Linked DNA regions of Oryza sativa: region 2 is linked to region 1. The links are chromatin contacts, called in public HiCAR-type maps. All regions are on one chromosome and are shown on one strand. The core of a region is the stretch at or near the end of the contact, and the rest is flanking DNA. Distances in the headings are between cores, read along the strand shown. Region 1 holds the start of LOC4341373. Region 2 holds the start of LOC4341377.

Evidence for each region. HiCAR-type assays count read pairs that join an accessible place to other places.
Region 2: a HiCAR-type map of leaf shows a contact between it and region 1, with 2.0 times the contacts expected there. The contact joins the promoter of LOC4341377 here to the promoter of LOC4341373 in region 1. A contact is called at or near these places in 1 of 15 Hi-C or Micro-C datasets (leaf) and 1 of 4 datasets of contacts at active chromatin or transcription factors (leaf).

Annotation. Positions count from the first base shown.
Region 1 is chr6:23,403,470-23,410,080 of ASM3414082v1, forward strand. It overlaps LOC4341373, which reads left to right and starts at 4,431. Exons shown (of 3, transcript XM_015786979.3): 1 at 4,431-4,549; 2 at 6,378-6,454. The coding sequence starts at 6,398. It overlaps LOC107281198 (a long non-coding RNA gene), which reads left to right. Exons shown (of 4, transcript XR_001546547.3): 4 at 1,842-2,167.
Region 2 is chr6:23,470,200-23,476,399 of ASM3414082v1, forward strand. It overlaps LOC4341377, which reads left to right and starts at 2,596. Exons shown (of 2, transcript XM_015788060.3): 1 at 2,596-2,791; 2 at 5,455-6,081. The coding sequence starts at 5,487. The coding sequence ends at 5,939.

The DNA of each region.
Region 1 (6,611 bases), core at 3,181-5,680:
ACATCAGAAAAACACGGAGAGATAGTTTAGGTTGTTTTCCTTTAGAAGCGTTGCGAACCCTTCCCTCACGAGACACAAAACTGAGTAACGGATTATCAAATAATTAATTAAGTATTAGCTTAAAAACTTAAAAATAGAATAATATAACTTTTAAACCAACTTTCTTATAGAATACTTGATAAAGAATACACTGTTTAATGAAAAAGGAGAAACTATAAGTTGTGAAAGTGTATAATACACATGCCATCTTTCAGAGCAATTTCGCGATAAATACCTCTAGTAGAATTTAAAAGAACAACATATACGACTTCCTGCACATCCGCTGCTCAACTCTGCCATGTAAAGATCGGCGTCGTTCGTTCACGCGCTCCAGTTACCGCGTTGCTTGCGCAGTTGCGCGTCGGCATGGAGGGAGGGATGGCCCACCCCTCCTTCGTTACGAAGCTGCGTTCTTTACCACTGTTCCCAAATTCCCTTCCTGCTTTCACGCGCACGCTTTTTTAACTACTAAATGGTGTATTTTTATAAAAAAAATTCCATATGAGAGTTGTTTAAAAATCATATTAAATCCATTTTTTTAAAAAAAAATTAACAAATACTTAATTAATCATCCGCTAATCGCTGCTCCGTTTTCCGTGCTGGAGGGAACCAGTTCCCAACTGTGAGTATCGAACAGAGCTCCGAGAACTTCCTCGGCTTTGGCCCCTACTCTCTCTCCGTGTGTAGACCTTCGACTTTTTTAGTATATTGCATTGGTGTGTTGGAATTCGCTACGTCTATCTCTCCATTTGATGTTAAAAAGGTTGCAATGTTGTTTGGATCGTGGGGGCGGTGCGAGATACTCATTTTTTTTAGAAACACAAACACAGTACAAACGCAGAGGCTCACAACGTGCGCACACTCACCCCTTCCGGCATATCTTGAGATTGATGAAGTCACCACGGGCGGCGCCTCACTGTCGAGGGGTACGTCGCCTACCACTGAAAGAATAATTAACCGTAAATGCGATCACCCGCGTGTAGACCTTCGACTGTTTGTAGTATATTACATTGGTGTGTTGGACTGTTTGTAGTATATTGCATTGGTGTGTTGGAATTCGCTACGTCTATCTCTCCGTTTGAAGTTAAAAAGGTTGCCGTGTTGTTTGGATCGTGGGGGCGGTGCGCGATACTCATTCTTTTTTTGAGAAACACAAACACAGAGGCTCACAACGTGCGCACTCTCACCCCTTCCAGCATAACTTGAGATTGACAAAGTCACCACGGGCGGCGCCTCGCTGTCGAAGGGTACGTCGCCTACCACTGAAAGAATAATTAGCCGTAAATGCGATCACCCGTGTCAAATCTAGAATTTGAACTTGAGTGGGCTGGTTTCACCACAAAGAATCTAACCAGTTGAGCTATGCTCACTTTGCGATACTCATTTTGTTATGTCTCTTGAGAAGGACACGTTCCAATTATACAAACAAAAAATAAGTTAGAGGTATCACTGTACAGTTGCTAGTTTTATTATTTGTCTTTGTAAAATCTCTTCTTTGATCTATGCCATCCGTTAACATCTTTTGAAATTACTGCTTAAGAACCGATTTTTCCTAATATCAAGGTTTCATTTTTAGTTACGGGCTATAATAAATTCGTCTACATTAATAACGAGAGGTCATGTAAATCTAATACCGCCTATAAAGATTGGCTTTTATCGGACCGCTTATAAAAATTTGGGAGTTACAAATTTCAAGCACTTTCCTCATCCTTTTTATGGCAATTCAATGATTTTCATTGCTTGTCCTTTTATTTTTCTTATATAAAAGATCAAACAACATATTTAATCTCTATTATTTTCAGGGCAACGCATTAGCTCCAGTTTTGGGCACAGCTACAAAGGTGTGAGGATGATGGGGAATTCCTAAAGGTTGCATGCCGCAGGTTGGAGTCGATGGTTATGCAACTATTTGCCAATTATGGGTGGAGGTTCATAAATAGACTTCAATAAATGTGTTCTCCTTATTTTGGCTTGGTTACCTTTGTTTTTGTTTGGTGTGTTCTTTTTATCTGAACTACACTCTTTTCTGGAGTGCTACTTTGTAATAATTGGCTGTAGCTCTTTTTTAGCAAAGTCTGGGATGTTATATTCCATTATCTAAAAAAATTAATCTCTATTATTATAAAAATCGAAGATGTTTTTGTCGGTACTTTAGTACGTCATCCATGTATAAGTCGATTTTTAAGTTCATTCGCTTTTGAAATTATAGATCCGTATTTGAGTCGGTTTTTAAGTTTATTTGTTTTTGGAAACACAAAAGAGTTGTATAAGAAATCTCTTTAAAAAAACTCGCATGCTAACTTGACACGATCAGACTCCTAATTGCAACTCATGATTTTCTAAAAAAGTATATATCTAAGCGAATTCCCACAGTGAATTTTACCTTAACTAAACCGCATAACAATAATAATATTAAAATAGCCTTTACCCATTGCAATGCACAGGCATTTTCTCTAGTAAACATAAAAAATATAAAACTACATAAAATAAAGAGTAAATTTCACAAAACTACAGGTATTTTGCATAATTTATCACAAAACTACAGATTTAAGAGCTTGTTTCATAAAACTACATATTTAGTGTCTTCGTTTATCACAAAATTACAGGTACTTTGTACAATCTATCACAAAAATACAGATTTAAGAACTTGTTTCATAAAAATATAGATTTAGTGTATTCGTTTATCACAGTGCTACACATTTAGTGTCTTCATTTATCACAAAACTACAAATTTAGTGTCTCCATTCTCACAAAACTACATGTTTTAGCATTGTTAAAACGTGTAGTTTTGAGAGAATGGAGATACTAAATCTGTAGTTTTGTGATAAATGAAGATATTAAACCTGTAGTTTTGTGAAACAAGTTCTTAAATATATAGTTTTGTGATATATTGTTCAAAGTACCTGTAGTTTTGTGATAAACAAAGACATTAAATCTGTAGTTTTGTGAAACTAGTTCTAAAATCTGTAGTTTTATGATAGATTGTGCAAAGTATATGTAGTTTTATGAAATTTTAAAAAATTACGTGAAAACAATATCCAAACATAGATAAAAAAAATAAAGTATTGTTATACATAACAAAATTATGGTTTAACAGAAGTAAAATTGCACATTGCATACTAGCTAGTACAATTTTAGACTTATAAATGTGCAATTTTAGGTGAGTGAAAATTTGTAAATTTTCAGGCACCTGAAATCTACAATACCTATAAAAGGTACCTAATTATCTAAAAAAAGAGTCGACTCTGAGCCGTTGTCATTCGTAGCAACGATGTTTCTCATTTCTTCCATCTCTTTCTTCCACGTCATCAAATTTACTTGTATGACAACGAAGATAGCCTATTATTAGACATTATTGTACATGCCCTTAACCCCGTTTTACCTAGTGTAATTAAGTATTAGGTTTAAGATTTGACCAATAGCTAAAGAAGTTTGACCACAGTAAGGTGTGATAATGGGTGTGTGATTTTAATTATAAGTTTCGATGTATTAAAATGTGTCATATTCAGCACTAAATTAGTTTTTTATGGGACGAGGAGTAGACGTCAGCGCTTAAGTACGTACGTGTCCGAGGCGGGCAAGTCAAGTAGCGATCATGTGAGTGCTTAACTATAGATAGAACTCACAATCACTAATGGACCGAGTTCGTTGGCAACGACAATTTCCAGGCACTTTCCGGCGATTCCGTCGTACGTGGAGCAAAAAAATTGGAAATTAATGTCGCCACGCACCAGAAACGCGTGCGCTGTAGATCCATCGGGCATGCATTTGACTCGTTGAGTGCACGATCACGTAGCCACGCCACGTAAAGAGTGTTTCACTTTTAACCTTTTTCAGTGAACTCATCGCCGAACCTTTTCAACAAACTTGTACTAGTGACTGATTTGTCGGTTTGAGGAATCTGACATGCTACTTTGATCTCATATATATATTTTCCCATTTTACACCTAATAAATGGCTACCAAACAAAGTAAATTAATCCAAACACTGCCTATAATTGTATGCTTAAAAATGAGTGAAAAGCGAACTGCTGCTATTGCCTATTCAATCGTACAAAGTGTCAAGGTAAATTAAAACCTTACGAGAGACCATATATATCCATGATCCATATCCCAACTTTGGTATAACTTTAATTTTGGGTGAGTTCAGTGATTAATTAATTAACTGCCGTTGCCGATATTAATTTCTGCCAAACGCAGAAAAACGATCACGGCACGCGCCGACGTTTGCTCACATGCATGGCATATATCTGGCGTGTACTACACTGCACTACTCCAGAATTTCCGGGAACCTTCTCCGATGCTTCTCTCGTGGGGTAAAAGCCGGCACCACTTTGCGCATGCAAAACGTGCGCCTGCCTATAAATACCAGCTCGCGGGCACAATTATCACATGCCCAAATAGACCAAGCTGCACGCGAATTTCCTTGTTGCTGCGGCTTTACCCCCTGCACACTGCTGAGCCCTTCTTCCTAGCTACTACTACAGAGCTTCTTCTTCCACTTCTCTGAGGTAATTTCTATCTGTCAATCGGTAAATGCAATACTCCATAGGAGATCGAGCCGTTCTAGCTTTCTATGAGTTCTTTCCTCCCCTTTTCCAAGATAAAGCCTAGCTTGAGGATGAGGTGGTGGAGAACTCACACGTCATTGCCTCTGACTTTTACTTTCTCGTTAAACTTTGCCCAGGAAAATAAGGTCTATTGTGAAAAAAGAGAATGGCATACAGTGGTCAAATTAAAAAAATGAGAACAATCGAGGAGAAACTTAGCTATTATATAATTAAAAATTGTGAGTGTATTAAGAATTAAACATCATATCTTAGGGTTGAAATCGCACACCCCTTATCACCCCGCACTGTGATCAAACTTATCTAGCTATTTTCTAACTAACATACTAATAGTAGTTTTAGAACATTAGATAGTTGAATTATTTGGTCATACTACTCTGTCCTTAAAAAAAAATAAATCCTAGCTATTGTCCAACTACTATACTACGAGTAGTTTCAGAACACTAGCTAGTTGAATTATTTGGTCATACTACTCTGTCAAAAAAAAAAGAAGCAAATACCAGCTATGAACACGCATATGTCCAAGTTCGTAGACATATGTCCAAATTCGTAGGTAGGATTGGATTTTTTTGGACGGAGGGGGTATATAAGAGACAATTATGTCTAGACTTGCCAAGTAAAGCATTTGCATGATGTGATAGTTAATTGACTTTCTAGAGTTACTACATTAAAAATTCGATAGTTTTTCCTAGATAATGAATACACTCCATAACTTTACCTGTTGATCTTATTGGTAGATAAATATCAAAGTCATCTTATTAGTAGATAAGGCAACATGACTGTTGACTCTAAATTTCGTCATGCAAGACAAACGAATTTCCATTCTCCTCACACCTTTAAAAGTAGGCTCAAAACTGAAGCTAAAATTCAGTAGTTAGAAATGAGATATATGTTCTTCAAGATTGACCGAGGGTGTTTGAAGTAGGTTTACCCCTCTCCTCCAAATTAGTCCTTGGATTAATTTTAATCTTCGTTTCGAACAAAGAAATTAAGAAATTGTATAGGATTTTCGCATGAAAATGTAGTTAAATTTGAGCATTCTCGGAGCCCTTAGTAAGAACAAGCACAAGATATCTACACTAATTTTTATGAGTCCATTAATTCATTATCTAAAAAAATGAGTCCATTAATTAATTAATTAATTAAGGACCGCTTTGAAGCCTTGCAGGCCGGCCGGATTCGAAAACTAGTATAGGAGTAAGGAAAACACAAAGAATTAATAGAATATCATTTTGTTGAATCCAGTAGCATACACCAGTCCATAAGAGCACCCACAATGTTAAGTAAAACGCTCTCTATAAAACATGTACATTTCAGCAATAGACTAGATTAATAAGTAAACCACCTCAATAACATGTTTACATGGGTATCTATAGCTCTCTCATGCATTGCCTCGTTTTTCTCTATAGACTATCTCTAAGTTAGTAGATAGCTTAGCTCTCTCTCTCTTCATTTAATATCTTCTATGTAGGAAAATATGCTGACATGGATCTCTTGTAGAGAGCGTATAGATAATCATTGTGGGTGCCCTAAGAACTTACAGTTATTTTCACCATTTTTTTTCAAATCATGCTAAGGGTGTGTTTAGTTCACGCTGATTGAAATTGAAAGTTTGATTGAAATTGAAACGATGCGATGGAAAAATTAGAAGTTTGTGTGTGTAGGAAAGTTTTGATGTGATGGAAAAGTTGGAAGTTTAAAGAAAAAGTTAGGAACTAAACCAGGCCTAAAAAATAAAGTGGCTGCTTTTATTTTGCATTTTGTGACACAGTTTTGCTCTCATTTTTCACGATGGCAAACACAAGTATTGTTTATCAACAGGCTGCAACTTCAGTGATGGTTTCTCATGTAAGTGATAATCTCTCTGTTCTCAAATATAAATATTTATGATATTTTTTTTTCACGGAGATTAAGAAGACATGTGAAATCAAACATGGGATAATTGCATGCTTCAGGTAGGGAAGTAGGTGGGGATTAAACAGGAGATGGTTATTTGTGATTGGTT
Region 2 (6,200 bases), core at 1,346-3,845, 65 kb after region 1:
TACCAAAACAAAATTTTTTCACCCATCACATTAAATGTTTGGACACATATATAGAGCATTAAATGTGGGGAAAAAACAAATTGCACAGTTTGCATGTAAATTACGAGACGAATCTTTTGAGCCTAATTATGCCATGTTTTGACAATGTGGTGCTACAGTAAATAGTTGCTAATGATATATTAATTAGGCTTAATAGATTCGTCTCGCAGTTTACAGACGAAATCTGTAATTTATTTTGTTATTAGTCTACGTTTAATACTTTAAATGCGCGTCCATATACTTCAAAAACATTACACCCAAAGAACTAAACACACCCTGAGTTATTTTCCCAACTTTCCCAACTCACCTCACTCGTTTACCGCACACACGATTTTCAAACGGGTTAATAATGCATTTTTAGCAAAAAAAAAGTTTTTATATGAAAATTGATATAAAAAATCAAGTTAATCCATTTTTAAAAAATAATACATACTTAATTAATTGTCAGAAAAGGTGTCGCTTCATTTTACATACCCAAGATGTGAGTTCCGAACACAGCCGTTGTCCACATATCTATCCCAAATGTCCAACTTGTTGTCGGCACCTTCGCCAGATGAAATTAAAAAGGAAGACAACGACCCCGGCGCGTTCTACCTTGTCTATAAAATGGCAACCATCCTAAGCCGGCCTCTGAGCACAAGGCTTGTCCTGCTCAGCTTCGCGGCCTTCGGCCGATCTCGCACGCCGAGATGTGATGGCGATGGCAATGGCAGCCGCGCAGTGGCTGGAATATTAGCTGGAGCACCTTGTCAAGGTGTGCAGCTGCCATGCCGAGATGAGTGTGTTATTAGCAGTTTTTCACCAAAGGCAAAATAGTAAAGCGTTTGGAGCTAACAAATATTGATTTGGAACTGTTTGTTTCAAGTCATCGCATAGCTAGTACGCCCTCCGTCCGAAATATAATAACTTTTAGTTCTCGGGATTTATCCCAAAATATAACAACTTCTTCATCAGCATTATTTTCTCAACCAATCACAACCCTCCACCGTTCATTTTTCTCACCTATCTCCACTACTCATCTAATCACAATTCTCCATCATTCACTTCTACCTACTTTCTCTAAAACATCTTATATTCTTGAACGGAATGGTCCTAGGTTATTACCTCAGTATCTTCCAAGCTCGTAAACTAAGTAACTCTTTTTTTTTAGAGAAGGGTATTTTTTACCTGGCCTCTACATCCAACCGGATATATACGGCTATTGAAGTAGGGAACTTAGCCCCGCAAACAACCCAATTTGAAATTCGCTCCACAGGAGATTTGAACTAAGGACCTTAGGGTACTACTCAGATCACTGTAACCACTGGGCTACATGCCCTTTCGTTCATTTTTAAACTAACTAACTCTTGAAACAATTATACATGCCCAAAAAGCTTTGAAAGAGAACACACAGATGGAGATCTTGGAATGCCCATAGTAAAGTCAACGTTATAAGCGCAACACGATTTTACAAAAGAACGAAGAACGAGGTGGTAGGATCATGTTTCCAGAAATTTATCGAAGTCTGACATCGTTTCTCAGGCGTTCGATTTTGACCCGGATGCACATGTCTGAACGGGAGCACCATCCAAGCACACGCCTAGGAGGAGCGAAAGTGTAGACGCAATAAGATGATGGCATTTCTGTCATTTCCCAACTGAATGCAATAAATAGAAAAACAGAGGAGGGCACTTTATAAATGGTGCATATAGATACCGAAGCATTGGAACCGTTTCTACTGGTTGGAATACGCCTTTCGCAGCGCTCGGCGGGGGTGAAGCCGTGAAAGGAATGCGAGTTGGCGAAGATGGGCGTTCTGGTGGCCGTAAAGATGGATCGATTACTCGGCCTGCTGCAGAAGCAGAGCTCGACTTCGTCGATGTCTCTGCTTGTGCCCGAACCCGCACGTCGGGGGCTACGTTGGCGTGCTGCTAGGGGATGCCGCGGCGAGTCAAAAGAGTTGGATACTTGGATTGAGGGTGAGACCACCTTCCGATGCCGAATCCCCAAAGGCTCCAGGCTCGACAAGGGCTCACAGCTTTGCTGTACGTCCCTAGTGGCTCGCCATGATCCCGTTTGTGCTTCTCTCTGTGTGTGAATCGAGGAAAGCCTCGCACAAAGCAAAAAGAAAAAACCGGGGGGGGGGGGACCAAGAAAAAAAATAAAGAGAGATCGCGAATTTGAAAAGAAGGGGGAAATAAAAATGATACTCCCTCCGTCCCAAAATAATAGTGCAGTTTTGCACTATTCACGTTCAACGTTTGACCGTTCGTCTTATTTGAAAATTTTTTATGATTAGTATTTTTATTGCTATTAGATGATAAAATATGAATAGTACTTTATGTGTGACTAAATATTTTCAAATTTTTCACAAATTTTTCAAATAAAACGGACGGTCAAACGTTGGGCACGGATATCCACGGCTACACTTATTCTGGTACGGAGGTAGTATTTTTAGATAGAACTAACTGGAGCGGAACGGGTGGGTTGTGGCTTGTGGGTCCCCAATTCACGAGTCATTGCTGTCACGCTCACTCCGTCCAATATAAAATGTACTAATACTGACAGCTTCCAGCCAGCTGCTGAGACGAAAATTCAAGGAACTTGCAGCTCCCAGCTGTATAAATTGAAGGATCCGGGTTAGACTGACGCGCGCCCCCGGGAGTTTTCTCAGAAACATCATTCCCCCCACCCCAGCCATCATCCGTCTGCTCCGGAACCCGGCTCTGAGAGAGTGAGAGGATTTGAGATAAAGAGGCCGGCTGTGGCCTTGGTGAGCAACTTGCTACTCCTTCCTTTATTTTGTTCTGTTTAATTTGACTTGTTCAAACATGCCGCTGGGCATCTTTGTTCGGCGTATTATTATTACTCCCTTCGGAGTATAGACAGTGAAATATGGGGTATTTACAGACATCTTACTCCCTCCGTTCCATAATATAAGAGATTTTAAATAGATATGATATATTTTTGAATAATAAATCTGGATAGATGATATGTCAAATTCACTGTATTAGGATGTATCATATCCACCTAAAATCTCTTATATTATGGAACGAAGGGAGGATGTTCTTTTTCATAGTGTCCCCATGGTTATCATGGGATGTCTTTTCCTGCTAAGGCATCGTGTGCACACGATGCGTAGAGGAAAACACATGATGCAGATTCAGCTTAGAGAACAGAAAAATAAAATTATATGCCCTCTGACAGAAATGAAAATCAACAAATACTACAAGACTTTACAACAGCGCTGATATAACATGCTACTACTACTAGTACAACAGGAAAAAAATAATTCATGTAGCCTTCTAGCGGGTTCTATTTCCTTACTACATCTTTCTATTTCCTTTTTCCGTGAGGATCATAGTATCAACATTGAAATTCTTGATTTTCCAAATTTTCATTAACAAACGTATTGGTTCTAGGTTCTGTCATATATGATGAATCTTTAACTATCTTAAGTCTCTATGTGGGAACCCTCGCTCCCCGGCACACAAAACGAATTAGCGTTTTAGTGCGTGATTAATTAAGTTTTAGCTTTTTTTTTCAAAAATGGATTAATATGATTTTTTAAGCAACTTTCGTATAGAAATTTTTTTTAAAAAAAACGCACCGTTTAGTAATTTGAAAAGTGTGCGCGTGAAAAACGAGGAGTTAGAAACTTGTACTACGGAACGGAGCTAAGTACAGAAATGCTCCCCTGCTTGTACTGAAACTGCAGTACTCCCATACTCCTTTATAGAGAACTGATACCCACCCAAAAAATAAAATATACTTTATACATATCTTAGCCGTAGGAAGTCTTTGGCCAAACTAATAAGATGTTTCATTTTCTGATTCATTTTTGTGTCCACATAGCAAATTGTTTAGGGTTTGTTCGGTTTAGAGAAATTTCAACTCATAGAAATAGAAAATGGGAGGAATAGAATGTATGAATACGTTAATCCATAGAAATTTTTTCCAAAAGATTTGAGTGAATGGAAATTTTTCCAAAAGATTCTCTCTGCAACTTGGAGGGAAAGGCAATTTCTTTTGGCTTCCTATATCTCATTCTTACAAACTAAATAGCAAATTAATTCTTAGGAATCCAAATCCTTTATTTTTCCTTCAAACAGAATAAGCACTTATAGTAGAGTTTTTACCATCCTGAAGATGTACCTCCGGACACTAGTACTAGCAGGTACCTTTGAAATCCAACTGTTTAATCCAGAGGAGAGCATGACGATGAATGGAAAAAACGAGATCGCTCGTTCATCCGATTCATCGTTTTGTTCGTCGCTATTATTATTGTCCCTTACATGCTATGCCACACGTCCACACCTTGCATCCGCTCGTCGTTCTTGTTCACTGTGGGCTCGGAGGAAGTGCGACGGAGGCAGTGGCGCCGGCTACAATAGTAGGCAAAGTCACGGCGGCTATAGTGTTGGGTCCGAGAATAGGCGGAGCCGGTGGCGTGCCACGAGAGGTGGATGTGGCGTCCTAAATGCGCGGGGAGGTGGACGCGGCGTGATTGGGTGCAGGGGGCAAGGCGGACATGATGACATGGGAGAAGGCGGCGATGTTTCGATTGGATTACCATAGAGGCCTATGCTCTACACAAAAGTGTAGGACGGCCATGTTCCAGCCGTCAGTACCGTCTGGTGGCTTCGGCGGCAAGAAGTCATGAGCTCGCTGCTTTGTCAAATTGTCATCCTTCTCTTCGGCGCCGCTTCGATCACGCTGCAACTTCGTCCCTGTCCATCAGGAAAGAACTGAAGCCGAAATTGGCTCCGTTCGGCTGCACTTAATTTAACTGTTGTACAGCCAACCCAAACAGTATGTTATGTCTGCAGCTGCAACATCAGCAGCCGCTAGCGGGCGGCTGCTGCAGCGCCTGCACTGACCAGCCGAGTACTCCCTCCGTCCCAAAAAAAAGGCAAACCCTGGGTTTCCGTGTCCAACTTTGACTGTCCGTCTTATATGAATTTTTTTTATAATTCGTATTTTCGTTATTGTTAGATGATAAAACATGATTAATATTTTATGTGTGACTTGTCTTTTTAATTTTTTTCATAATTTTTTTAAATAAGACGGACGGTCAAACGTTGGGCACGGAAACCAGGGTTTGTTTTTTTGGGACGGAGGGAGTACCTTCTACTACCACCGTACCGCATTCTATCAACCGTTAGATAAGGCATAATGGATGTCTCAGATCAGCTGGAGGTATCAAGATGGTAAAAACACTCTTTTGTGGGCTGAAAAAACAGGATGCGTTTATACTACTAGTAGTAGAATAAGTAGTACAGTACAACTCTTTAGCGATTTGAAATGAAACTACCTTATTTTTCACCGTCTAAACAAACCAGTACATAATAAAAAAAAGCATGTGTCATGTAATATGTTATGTCCAGTGCCCACCGACTTCCTCTGACGGATGCATATGGTGTTGTTCTGTTCCAGATCCTGCCTCGCAAGCTGGCGTTGTCACAGGCATGTCTTCAGTGTCGCCGAGAAAACAGCCGCTTGTTCAGCGGGAGGCATCCACGAGCATGAATGATAACGAGGGCGGATTCTCATGGCTGACAGCTCTGGGATTCGGTTTCCTTACCTTCAACTCCGGGATGGCGATCTACCGGTCCGATGGCGATCGTGGATCGGTGGCGTTCGTATTAACATCGTACATCGATCTCGTGCTGCTCTTCGCGTGCCTCCGTCTCTTCGAGAAAGCGCCGAGGGACTCTGCCCGCCGGGAATGGCTCAAGGTCTTTGTATGGGGACTGACGACGTTGCTCACGGTGATGTTCTCGTACAAGGTGGCGGCAATCATGCCGCCGGTGGTCGCCGTGATCGTCTGGGCGATGGCATTTGCCACAATCGGTGGTGGGTTCTACGCCTTCTTCGTGCACCAGGACAAGGCTGCTCAGCTAGAGCAGGCCAACAGATAGATTCGCGTATGTTTTGGTTCATTGTTGTGTCGTCTGTAAACATAGTTTCTACTGCTACCACTACTACGAGTGCTGGATGTAATGTATTTCGAAATAAATGCAATACCAAGAGGAATATTACTGGTATTGCTATGCTTGTTTTTATCCTGACGTCAATGGTGTTCTCTTTTCTGTCTGCGTGCGGTGCCTCCAAAAGGTGGTCGTTCCTTCAGAAATTTTTACATGGCCTCTCCTGGCACATAACCACGGGAAGCCGTCAAG